Linked DNA regions of Mus musculus: all the other regions are linked to region 1. A link is a contact called in public Hi-C and HiChIP or PLAC-seq data. All regions are on one chromosome and are shown on one strand. Each heading gives the region's core, a stretch centred on a gene start, on an enhancer-like site or on the middle of the called end of the contact. The rest is flanking DNA. Distances are from core to core; before and after follow the strand shown.

What was found. Hi-C and Micro-C count contacts between places; a contact is called where the count stands out from the background. HiChIP or PLAC-seq counts read pairs in DNA pulled down with a chosen protein or histone mark.
Region 2: an H3K4me3 HiChIP or PLAC-seq map of bone marrow-derived macrophages shows a contact between it and region 1, with 2.8 times the contacts expected there. The contact joins the enhancer-like site here to the promoter of Rbm47 in region 1. A contact is called at or near these places in 4 of 39 promoter capture datasets (the C10 cell line, liver, pre-B cells and 1 more), 7 of 484 Hi-C or Micro-C datasets (bone marrow-derived macrophages, embryonic fibroblasts, embryonic stem cells and 2 more), 10 of 115 datasets of contacts at active chromatin or transcription factors (bone marrow-derived macrophages, embryonic stem cells, microglia and 3 more) and 3 of 9 other capture datasets (adipose tissue, liver and pancreatic islet).
Region 3: a contact with region 1 is called in a FOXA1 HiChIP or PLAC-seq map of pancreatic cancer cells. The contact joins the enhancer-like site here to the promoter of Rbm47 in region 1. A contact is called at or near these places in 1 of 39 promoter capture datasets (frontonasal cranial neural crest), 2 of 484 Hi-C or Micro-C datasets (nephron progenitors and palatal mesenchyme) and 2 of 115 datasets of contacts at active chromatin or transcription factors (bone marrow-derived macrophages and pancreatic cancer cells).
Region 4: a contact with region 1 is called in a Hi-C map of bone marrow-derived macrophages, with 1.8 times the contacts expected there. The contact joins the enhancer-like site here to the promoter of Rbm47 in region 1. A contact is called at or near these places in 1 of 39 promoter capture datasets (3T3-L1-derived adipocytes) and 2 of 484 Hi-C or Micro-C datasets (bone marrow-derived macrophages and brown adipocytes).

The regions. Positions count from the first base shown.
Region 1 is chr5:66,150,646-66,153,345 of GRCm38.p6, reverse strand. It overlaps Rbm47 (RNA binding motif protein 47), which reads left to right and starts at 1,392. Exons shown (of 8, transcript NM_001127382.2): 1 at 1,392-1,491; 2 at 1,645-1,807. It overlaps Gm26725 (a long non-coding RNA gene), which reads right to left and starts at 2,342. Exons shown (of 5, transcript XR_001785070.2): 1 at 1,873-2,342; 2 at 328-374.
Region 2 is chr5:65,982,902-65,985,709 of GRCm38.p6, reverse strand. No RefSeq gene overlaps it. Among named protein-coding and RNA genes, the nearest start is that of Chrna9, 17 kb to the right of the region's middle. Within about 2 kb of position 1,464, at least 10 of the 459 cell types and tissues checked have an H3K27ac peak or open chromatin away from gene starts, as enhancers often do. A contact at or near this core is called in bone marrow-derived macrophages and trophoblast stem cells, where this site is marked.
Region 3 is chr5:66,373,306-66,376,212 of GRCm38.p6, reverse strand. All of the region lies in intron 9 of Apbb2 (amyloid beta (A4) precursor protein-binding, family B, member 2), which reads left to right. Among named protein-coding and RNA genes, the nearest start is that of Nsun7, 110 kb to the right of the region's middle. Within about 2 kb of position 1,627, at least 32 of the 459 cell types and tissues checked have an H3K27ac peak or open chromatin away from gene starts, as enhancers often do. A contact at or near this core is called in pancreatic cancer cells, where this site is marked.
Region 4 is chr5:66,321,897-66,324,817 of GRCm38.p6, reverse strand. All of the region lies in intron 11 of Apbb2 (amyloid beta (A4) precursor protein-binding, family B, member 2), which reads left to right. Among named protein-coding and RNA genes, the nearest start is that of Nsun7, 63 kb to the right of the region's middle. Within about 2 kb of position 1,492, at least 50 of the 459 cell types and tissues checked have an H3K27ac peak or open chromatin away from gene starts, as enhancers often do. A contact at or near this core is called in bone marrow-derived macrophages, where this site is marked.

The DNA of each region.
Region 1 (2,700 bases), core at 143-2,642:
TCGAAGCCTTTTTTACAGCTGCGGAGTCTTGGTGGCTAACTAACTGTATCAACCCCTAGAACAGTTCGGAACTGGGAGTTTTCTACAGTCTGCGATTCTCAGTACATGTGTGCACCTATCGACAAAGTCTTGATTCTGAATTCAGAACATGGTTAAACTGGCCTGGCTTGACTTTTGCTGCCTAAAAGATAAAAGATCGAAGATCAAAAGGATGGAGAACTTCAGAATTCCTGGCTGGCTTCAGGAATTACTTTTACTAATGGTGGTAAGATCTGACTTTTCGATTAGACTGGAAAGGTCGGCACTCGGGAAAGTTGGCCTGCTTACCTAACCTCTGTACGGACAGTGTCTTCACCTCCAGACCTGAGGCAGACCTGAGGATCAGATTAAGGAAATGGGTGAAAGGGTTCCTGAGTAAGAAAGACCTCAATATAAAGAGATTAGGATTTCTTCATTTATATGTCAAGTTAAAAGGAACATAAATACCCCCTCTACCCTCCACTATTACTATGGATGATATCTATGAGTTTTCAAAGCCTCCACCACACCCCACACGCCCCACATTCACAGATCTTCAAACTGCATGGTTCACTGTTATCTAGCACTGACTTTTTGTTTTTGTTTTGTTTTGTTTTGTTTTTGTTTTTGTTTTTTTTTTTTTTTTGAGACAGGGTTTCTCTGTGTAGCCCTGGCTGTCCCGGAACTCACTCTGTAGACCAGGCTGGCCTCGAAATCAGAAATCTGCCTGCCTCTGCCTCCCAAGTGCTGGGATTGGGATTAAAGGCGTGCTCACCACCGCCCCGCTAGCACTGACTTTTAACCTATGGAGTAACTTGCAGGGTGGCAGGTCAGGTCTAGTGCCTAAATCTGAGTCAGAATTACGCGCGTGACACAGACGTTGGATTTGCACTTCATGGAAGGCAGGGCCAACTTCTCTCCACTTCCCTTGAAACTTGTACACGAGTCGAAAATCAGTTGCACACCCCTTCACAAAGACTTCGTCTTTCCTTCTCCTTGAAACTGTCCACAGTGAAAGCAAAACTCCCATCCTTAGAATCTTCCAGAAACTCAGAGCTGGAGGGTAATTAACTTGCTCACAGATAGTGAGGGCAGAGTTGGGTCTGGAGCCTCCTTCTAACATCCATTGCACGTTTTTCTACGGGGGGGGGGCGGATTATACATAATAATAGTATCACTAACAACAGTGGCTAACGCTATATGCCGATATTCTATCAGCTTCCATTTAACTAGATGGGGGGGGTAGTTTTGGGTCCTTCTTTTAATTAAAGTAGCCTACTGTGAAACAGTATTTTTTTTTTCAGTTGCATGACATTGCAACCCGAAATCACAACTTTAGGTTCCTTGTGGTGCCCGCTTCCTCTTCTAGTTTGTTTAGTCACAGAATTCGATTCCTGTTGGCTGTTTCCGCGCTGCAAACAGGCTTAGCGCTCCATTGAAATGCGGGAGGCTCCTTAATTCTTGTATAAACAGGTAACCCGAGGGGTGGGGCGGGGGCCGCGGCCCTAGGGTGGGTTTCCTGGGAGTGGGGATGGGGGTCAGACTTAGTTCCCCTGTGATCAGAGGCAAGGTTAAAGGAGGGCTTGGCTGAGGTTTCTCCTTGCACTGTTTTTGTTCCCTTTCTAGAAACCAGCTGTAACACTAGGTCAGAGCGCATTCAGAATGAGCCACTTTGAACGAGCAGCGGCGCCCAGGCCCCAGGCCCTGCTGTGAAGGCTCCGGCAAAGGTCAGAGCTCCGGCCCCCCGTGACGTGCCTGCCTGTGCTCTCCGAGCTATGCTCAGCCTCAGGTAAGAACAGCCCAGGAGGTCCTGGCTTCCTGCAGGCCCGCGGCGGGGCTCGTCTGCCGCCCTACCTGCTCCAGCGCCTTCCTGCCCCGCAAGGCCGGGGGCGGTGGCACTGCTCACCCCGGGAGTCAGGCGCAGGGTCCTTAGTCCTTGGTGCAGGCTCAGGGTGGCTTACTCTAAACAGCCATAGGCGGCCGGAAGCCACTCTTCTAGATGTCCCCAGGTGGGGCAGGTGCCACTTCTGGGGTCCCTTCTGAATGTCTGAAATGGATGTGACTTTTTGAGCGGCCAAAGTTCGTAAATCCTCCGCATCGGGGCCAGTCCGATATGATTTTTTTTTTTTTTTAAACCTTCAGCTAAGGTATCCGCGCTTCTAAAACAACAGGAATGTTGCACTGGCCTTCGGCCAGCGGAGGCTCAGCGAGCAGGATAAAATTTCAGTGCAGATTTACGGGAAGTTGCCGGTGTTGGGAGTAAAAATCTGGTTTGGTGAGTTTAAGGGAAGGGAGTATACGAGACAACCTTGCTACTGTGAGGCGAATGGCCTCGTCTGGGGGAGGGCAGGAGGCGGAGGGAGGGAACCGGGAAGAGCAGGGATTGCAGAGGCACCGATTGCAGCCGGACTCCGCCGCGCTCCGCGGGATCCGACCCTGTGCCGCTCCGCCCGGGCCACAGCCGCACCGCAGCCGGCTCGTACGACCCAGCCCAGCCGGCCGCCGAGCGCCCGGACCCGGAGAAGCCAGGCTCTGGGCCGGGAAGACGTTTCTTACCGCAGGTCACTCAGGCTAAGAAATTGTGACAAACTGGAATTCCCAGAACCCGGGAAGAGTTAAAGCCTAGAGCGATCTGATCTGTTGCTTTAAGCCGCACGGTGGGAAGTAGTTTGGAGACTCTTT
Region 2 (2,808 bases), core at 215-2,714, 170 kb after region 1:
ACAACCACCTGTAATGGAATTCGATGCCCTCTTCTGATGTGTCTCAAGACGGCTACAGTATACTTGCATACATACAATAAACAAATAAATATTTTAAAAAAGATAAAACCTAGAAAGACTGGGAATGTACAACTACCGATGAACAGCAGTATACATTGGGTGGGCATGTCTGGAAGACCCATCCCACTATGGGTAGAGTCATTACCTAAAGCAGGGGGTCCTGAACTGCGTGAGAGTAGAGCAATCGAGCTGAGCATGAGCAAGCAAGTGGGAATGCATGCATTCATTTTTCCCTGCTCTGGGCTGTGGATGTGATCTGACCACTGTCTCAAGCTCCTGCCCTGTCACTTGCCTGAGGTAATAGGCCATAACATGGAATGCTGAGCTAAAATAAAATTGCTTTTTGTCAGAGTATTTTATCGCAGCAATAGGAATGAAACTTGAAATCATTATAAAAATACAAAAGATATGTTGAAGGCCCCAGGCCCTAAGGCTTCTGAATGTGGTTTTATTTAGAAACAGGGTCTTTGGGGAGGCAGCCAAGTTAGAATAAGGTCATGCTGATGTCTGCATCTAGAGACTGTTGTTCTTATGAGAAGAGAATTTTGTAAATATATAGAGAGCCAGTTAAGGAGCACACTGTATGAGGATGTAAGAGCTGAAAACCAGGGAATGCAAAGGATTATAGGAAACTGTTGGGAGCTAGACAAAGCAAGGGCTCTTCCCTGGAAATGCCAAACAGCTGATTCCTGCCAGCAACTCCAATCTGAACCACAAGGAAACAAAATGTAGTTGCTCTAAGCCAGTGGTTGGTGGTGCTTGGTCATAGCAACCACCAGACCAAGTCCAGTGTGAAGACTGAGTAGGAAGACCAACAACAACAACAACAAACAAAACAAATGTGGACAAAAACAAAATCAAGAACAAAAAACCAAACCCCCAAGTCCCCATGAGCGAAGTGGCCACAGTCTAAGAGAAGACACGGTGGAGGACACTTTAAAAAGACAAACAGAGCCGGGTGTGGTGGCGCACACCTTTAATCCCAGCACTCGGGAGGCAGAGGCAGGTGGATTTCTGAGTTTGAGGCCAGCCTGGTCTACAGAGTGAGTTCCAGGACAGCCAGGGCTACACAGAGAAACCCTGTCTCAAAAAACCAAAAGAAAAAAAAATCCCCTCTACCCATTAACTGTAATAACCTGGTCCTTACTTTTTCTATATTTTTCTAGAAAACAATCATATTTGTATATATGTACATGTGTATGTAGTTATTATTTACTTTACAAAAATCCTGTCATATTTATAGGTTTTATTTTATGTCTCTCTTTTGTCAACCAAGACTTGTAGAACTCCCCCAATTTCCATCAGTAGATCCTTCAACATTTCTTTTGGTGACTAAACAATAATCCACGCTGTGACTCCAGTGCGTTTCACTCAGCCATTTCCTGTATTGCAAACTTGGTTTCAGTGGACAACTTTAGCCCTGTATTTCTTCTTTCTCTCTGGCTGTTGTCTCTAAAACAAGAAGTCCCTTAGGCAGCACCACTGGCAGCTTTTACCTGAGCTGGGGACCTGAGCTGGGGCTGGGGACCTGAGCTGGGGCTGGGGACCTGAGCTGGGGCTGGGGACCTGAGCTGGGGCTGGGGACCTGAGCTGGGGCTGGGGACCTGAGCTGGGGCTGGGGACCTGAGCTGGGGCTGGGGACCTGAGCTGGGGCTGGGGACCTGAGCTGGGGCTGGGAACCTGAGCTCAGCTCTTCATGCTTGCACGGCAGGAATTTTTAAGACAGAGCTAGCTCCCCGGCTCCCTATGTTTTGGTTTTTACAGTTGAGATTTTAGAGCAGTGGTTCTCAACCCGTGGGTCATGACCCCTTTGGGCATTGCTGCATATCAGATATTTACATTACAATTCAAAACAGTAGCAAAATTACAGCTAAGTAGCAGTGAACATGATTGTATGGTTGGGAGTCACCACAATACAAGGAACTGTATTAAAGGGTCACAGTGTTAAGAAGGTAGAGACCCGGGGCTGGAGAGATGGCTCAGCGGTTAAGAGCACTGACTGGCTCTTCTGAAGGTCCCGAGTTCAAATCCTGGCAACCACATGGTGGCTCACAACCATCCATAATGAGATCTGATGCCCTCTTCTGGTGTGTCTGAAGACAGCTACAGTGTACTTACATATAATAAATAAATAAATAAATCTTTAAAAAAAAGAAGGTAGAGACTCAAGTTAATTTTTGTGTATTATGTAAACAATGTCCTGATTTTATTTTATTTTCTGATAGGTAGCCTTTCTTCACTGATTTAAATTACTCCCATTTTCATAGTTAAATGCTTAAATAGACTGAGATTCCTTTTTGCTTTCTCTATTCATTTTTATAGAGTTTAGGGGCAGTATATTCGTTGCCCAATTCCAGTTTTTTGAGACAAGGCCTCACTGTAGTCCAGGCTGGCCTCCAACTTACAGCCATCCTTCTGTTTCAGTTTCCTCATTGCTAGAATATAAATATGACCCACCAAGCCTGGGCCTGATTTAAATTTGATTTTTTTTCCTCCTATCACTTCTAGTTTCTTCTCAAGCAAGAGGCTGTGCAGTTGCCTGTTCATATCTTTCTTGCCTGTTGGTCTTTTTAAAATATATATACTCTTTACTTATTATATTACTTACACTGTAGCTGTCTTCAGACACTCCAGAAGAGAGAGTCAGATCTCATTATGGATGGTTGTGAGCCACCATGTGGTTGCCGGGATTTGAACTCGGGACCTTCAGAAGAGCAGTCAGTGCTCTTAACTGCTGAGCCATCTCTC
Region 3 (2,907 bases), core at 378-2,877, 220 kb before region 1:
GGTGGAGGAAGTGTCATTAGAGCAGTGCATGTCCATTTCCCATCGAGGAAATAAGACCTATGCAGTGCTTGGGACTCAGTCCCAGGACAGGATTCTGGATACCCAGTGTGTAGACCAGGAATCCACTAGATGCTCACTTAAAGGACTCCAGATACAGGGAGACCTCAGGATGCCCCTCTGCCATAATATCCCAGGGCCCTTCCCTATGAGTTCCAATTTCCAGACCTGTTTGTAGAGCCCACCAGCTATTGCAGAGGGCATGTTTAAAGTAGTGATTCTCAGCCTGTGAGTCGAGACCCCCTTGGCAGATTTCTAATGAAGTAGCAACAAAAATAATTTTATGGCCGGGGTGGGTGGGTCACCACAACATGAGGAACTGTATTAAAGGGTCACAGCATTAGGAGGGTTGGGAACCACTGTCCTAAAGAGTCAGATAAGGATGCTGTTGGGAACTGAGCAGTGACTGCCCGAGGGAAGAGCCACTCTCCTGATCTACATCTGAGCACTTGGAATTGAGCATCATCACACTTAACCCCGACCACAGGCTATGTGAGTGGCCGGATGAGTCCTTTTAGATGACCTCCATGCCAGCTGGTGTGGCTCATTCCGTCGGTCATTTGAAGCTAGTGCTCATCAAAGCTAGCACACTGAGCACGCCCCTCGATCGCCTGCAGTGCTTTGTATGTTTGGCGCGAGTCTTCAGACTCTTAGTGTTCCCCAGAACCAAAGTGCTGCTGTTGTCTCTGTTGGTGTAGGGAACAGAGGCACAGGGCAGCTCAGTAACTGGTCCTATGTCACTGGGGAATTAAGTAGAGTGCTAGGGATTATATCTGAGCGTCGTGGCTTCAGAGCTGACCCAGTGAACATTGCTGCTCTTCCATCCTAAAGGTAGTACTAGGCCTCTGCTTAGAGATGCACCAGTTTAATCCTCCATAGCACCTGCAGAGGCAGTGGCTTCCCTCCAGTGATGCAAGCGGGGAAATGAAGGGCAGTGAGCACAATGAGGGTACAGGCAGCAAGTAGCAGTCCCCGACCCCCAGCGAGGTCTACTCATTCTTGCCGTGATATTTCCATGTGTCTTAGATGAAGCTGCAGGTCCCTTGTTCAGTTTCATGGTGGCGGTTTTCCTGTCCTGTGAAGTCCCAGATCGTGGTGCCTCACACCCCGTAAGAGATGAAGCTCAGCTGCTTGCTTACTGTGTCACCTTAGACAGTTCAGCCATTTGCTCTGTGCCTCTACCTTTCATTCCGAAAACAAGAAATGCAGCACCTGAGCTGGTGGTATGAGAACATATTTTGCTGAATGCTATAAACTTGGGCTGTGATCTGTAAGTGGCACAGAATAAGCCCCTAATAAACTATCTCTGCCAATAAGATGATGGACTTTGTAATATACATACAAGCTTGTGCTTACACACACACATATACACATACACACAGAGTCTATTCCATGAACATTTTTGAAACATTACACTCCATATCTAAAGTAAGCATACCTCTGTTCAAATTTTCTATTAATTAATAGGGCTCAATGCCAGGCTGGTTCCTAGACAGGCAGTGACTAATACAAGCAAGTATGCTTATACCACATCACACCCCTGAGGCCTGTCTCTGGCACCAGGGGAGAATCTCCCAACATCCTGCCTGGTAAAATGCCGGCACGGGCACTTCTGCATGCACCTCTGCTGCTCAGCTTACTATGAGCGGCCGATCAGAAACCAGAGTGGACTTGCAACAGAGGGCAAACTTTCTCCTCAGCCTGTGCTTGCATTGAACCAGGGTGGCACTTGCATTTCCCTGTGTAAATTAACAAGTTGGCATTCTGGCACGTTCTTTTAAGTTTCTATGACTTGTTTCTGACGGGATGGTTCAACCCACTCGTCGGCTCAGCAACAGCCACCACGGGCTGGGCCTTTCAATGGTGTATAGGCAGAGTTGATGCAGACTAGGAAGCACCTTCCCAATAATGCCATAGATAGTTGTGGGTGGATACTGGAGATATTTCCATGTGTGTCACCCCTTACCAAGTGGCACGGTATACATGCTTCATGAACATGACCTTCATAGATGGGCCAGGCAAATATGAGTAGAGCACAAACTTTCACAATAGGACTGTCTTGCTCAGGAAGCAGGAAGAGCACTAGTGGGCCCGGTGTCCCAGAAGGCCCCTGAGTGGTGGTTTCTGCCTGAGCACCCATCACGTTGTTGACAGCCTGTGGAGGCAGTAGAAGCAGCTGATACATTTGCTGAGGCCAATGCTGAATGTGTTCTGGGGCCTCCCTGGCCAAGGTCACTGCCATAGTGAATGAATAATTCACCAGGCCAATGACTTTTTTCCCTTCAAGAGGGAAACTGGGTCAAACTCCACTCAAGGGATCCCCCAGACACCTGTCCCCACAGGACCCACAACGTCCCGGAGTTGAAAAGCATTTCGCTGTTTCCAAACAGTCACAAAGCCTGATTTCATTTAGGAGCATGACCGTGGTGACAGTGGTGTGCATTCATTCCTGCCTGGAGTAACCGCCGTTGGCTCATGACATCCCAACAATGGAGGCCACATCCCACCAGGGTATTTGAACTTGAACGGCCAGCGCCTTCTCAGTGTTGTGGAGGTTGTGTTGCGTTAAGGCCTTTTGTTTACTGGACAATCAAAAGATCTGGCTCAGAATAGAAACCGGAGCTGCTGCAGTCCCTCGGTAATGGTATGAAGAAGAGCAAAGCAAAGCGCTGGCTGGTTTTATTGTATTGTTTGAGACAGGGAGACAAGGAGTCACTGTGTAGCTCAGGCTGATCTTGGACCTGTAATCCCCCTGGGTCAAGTGCTGGGATTACAGGTGTTCACAACCAGACAGAGGGTGATCCTGTTCTACCCCATCCCCCACTTTCTTATCTCTTGAGAAAGCATCAC
Region 4 (2,921 bases), core at 243-2,742, 170 kb before region 1:
AATTTCAAATGTACTCTAAGCTTTCTGGTGGCTTTTCATTTGAGACATTGTAGCTTCCGCTTAGGTTTGTGGGCACAGGCACCACTGCGCCCTTGTTGGAGTATGCCACAAGTATTGTTCTGGGGTGGAGTGTGATGGCTCCCTCAATGCTTTTAGCTCACCATCTGGTGATATACTTGATTGCGCATTCACTATCACTCTCAGCTGGCCTAGGTGACAGCAGTAGCAAGGCTGCTGTGTGGGAGAGAGCAGGTCCCTGTGAACCCTGCCTCTCTTCTCATGGCTTAGCTGTCTGGCACTCCGCCTCCTCGGACTGTTGTTACTCTAGAGAGCACCTGTGTCACTTAGAGGACGCTGCCTCCAGGCCCTTTTGTAATGCCTCTGTCAGAACAGAAAAGGTTAGGAGGCTCAGCGACATCTCTAGGGTCCCCTGGTAACTCTGGGTAGTTCTGAGCACAAAACTCAAAGCTTGCTGTTGTCCTCCCCCCACCCCCACTCCCACCCCACCCCCAGCCTCCAGATGCTCCCAGCTCCTCTCTGTACCCCCTTCCTTTCTTCCCTGGCACTGCTCTGCACCCACACCCCTTCTTGGCATTGCTCTGTGCCTGCACCCTTGAAGTCTTCATCTCCTACCTCTTTTTTTTTCTCCACTTCTACGTCCCTCCCCATTGCCCACTAAAGACTTTGTTAAAGCTCCTGGGTATCAGGGCCACAGCTCTAATTAGAATGTCCAGGAGCCATGAAGCAGGTAAGACTGTGTATGCTTGATTGTTTCTGTATGGTTGGTGGTGGTGGTGGTGGTGGTGGTTGTGGTGTGTGTGTGTGTGTGTGTGTGTGTGTGTGTGTGTGTGTGTGTGTGTGTGAAGCCGGGGCTGGGGCTGGAGACTGAAGATAAGTTCCCTGCCAGTGTTTCCTGCAAACAGTCTCCTGTACTTGACTGTGATATTCTAAGCTTGGTTACCTCCCCCGGCTGATCTGTTGCCTCTGCAAATTCAGCTGGCAACTCTTGGCTTCATCGTAGTGTGGCTCGAAATACACTCCTCCGGGTGATAGGGTGCAGCTAAAATAAGCACAGAAAGGCTATTAATGGCTGCAAAGTTGGGAACCACAGTGGGATGTCGGTGCTGAGAGCTGCGTTGTAGACTGGATACGGTACGGATGCTAACCCGCTGTTTCTGCTCTTCCCTCCCTCATGCCTTCCCGGATTCAGAGAGAGGTAACCGGCGATTTCTCACTTTTCCCCTTCCCTGGCATCTCATGTGTCTGGCAGAACTCACCGCTTCTTCCATTCCATCCCCATCCTCACAGCCTCTCTGCCTCTCAAGGCAGGCCATTGTCTTGTGTAGCCTCTTCTCTTCATCATTTGTATCTGGGCCCCTAACCTACTTCTGTGTGTGGTACTGTTTTGGGAAGGTGATGGGCTGAATGACCAAGAATAACGGCCACCCTGCCAAGTCTCGGGTCTCTCTCACCAGTGGCTGAACAAATGACTCAGCATGTCACGGAGGAAATGTGACGTTGGTCCCCATGTCACATTGGTTCCTGTGATACATTGAAGAGTGACAATTTGGAACTTTGAGGTGTTCTCTTAAGTTTCCTGGGTGACTAGCCATAATACAGTCAATTTCAGTATCAGTTCTTAGCCATGGCACAGCCAGGGAAGCCTCCTGTCCTCCTTGAAGGATGTTATCCATGGAGAGGATATACCCGTGAAATTCATGGTGCTTACACAGTTTCAGATGCTCCAAATGTCAGCCTCCAAATGATGGAGTGGAGATATACACATACACACACACACACATACACACACACACACACACACACACACACACACACACACATATACATACACACACACACACACACACACACACACATATATATATTACACATACATACATATATCTATATATATATATACATATATCTATATGTTTATCCCATTTTGGTAGATGAAGGGCATTGTGACAAGTGCCAGCCATAGTGAAAAGACAAACCCAGGGACGAGTTCCTCTTTGCTTTGGGCTCCCTCCTAGCTACACTCCCTATTGTAGCTAGTGACCATTTTTCTGTCTTGCCCAGTGGCTGGAGATGGGACTAACAGAAGATGTGCCTAAGAGAAGTTCTCCTTTGGGGGGGCGGGGGTGATACACTCTGGGCCTGAGCATGGGGTATAAGCTCTCTTACCTCTGTGCACCACAACTCCTACAGGAGTCCACAGTGGGGAGGTGTCCAGACATTTTGTCGGCTCTTCCCTTCCTCCTTGCCTCTGCGTCCAGGTCTCCTTACTAGGAGACAGCTGTGACAGCTGTTCTGAATATTAACAGTGAGAGTGCACACTGGAGAATGCTCTGCCTTCTGTTCAAGTCTCCTCACTCCTGGCAAATGGTAGAACTTGGGCCTGCTGTTTACACAGTCCACATCTCAGGAATGTTCCCAGAGAGGCCCTGGCTGTGCAGAATGTGTTCACCCCAGGTAGTGAGGTGTTGGGCTGCTCCTTTCAGAACTCAGCATCTTCCTAGACAAGGCAGAAGGAGACACAAGTTTGCCAAGTTGGAACCCAAGCTTTGAGATCCCAGATACCCAGGTCTGGTATGGTTGATGTTCAGTATGATGAAACAGAAAAGTACTGCCCAAGACAGGCAGCAGGCAGGTACTCTAGACCAGCCCTCTAGGGTAGTGAAGTTTCTCGTGTCCTCTTCTCCATCTCCTGTACCTCCCACTCCAAGTCTAATCTGGAAAATAAGTGCAGTCAGTCTTGGAAACAGGATTCATTTGTCTCCTAGGTCCTAGGGGTGTTCATGGCCATATTTTGGTTCCTGCCGGCCCTCTGTCTGTGTTTTGATGCAGGCCACTTTCCAAATTCCAAAACCCCATGCTCAACTCCATATGTGAAGCAAAGGGGAGAGAAATCTTCCTCT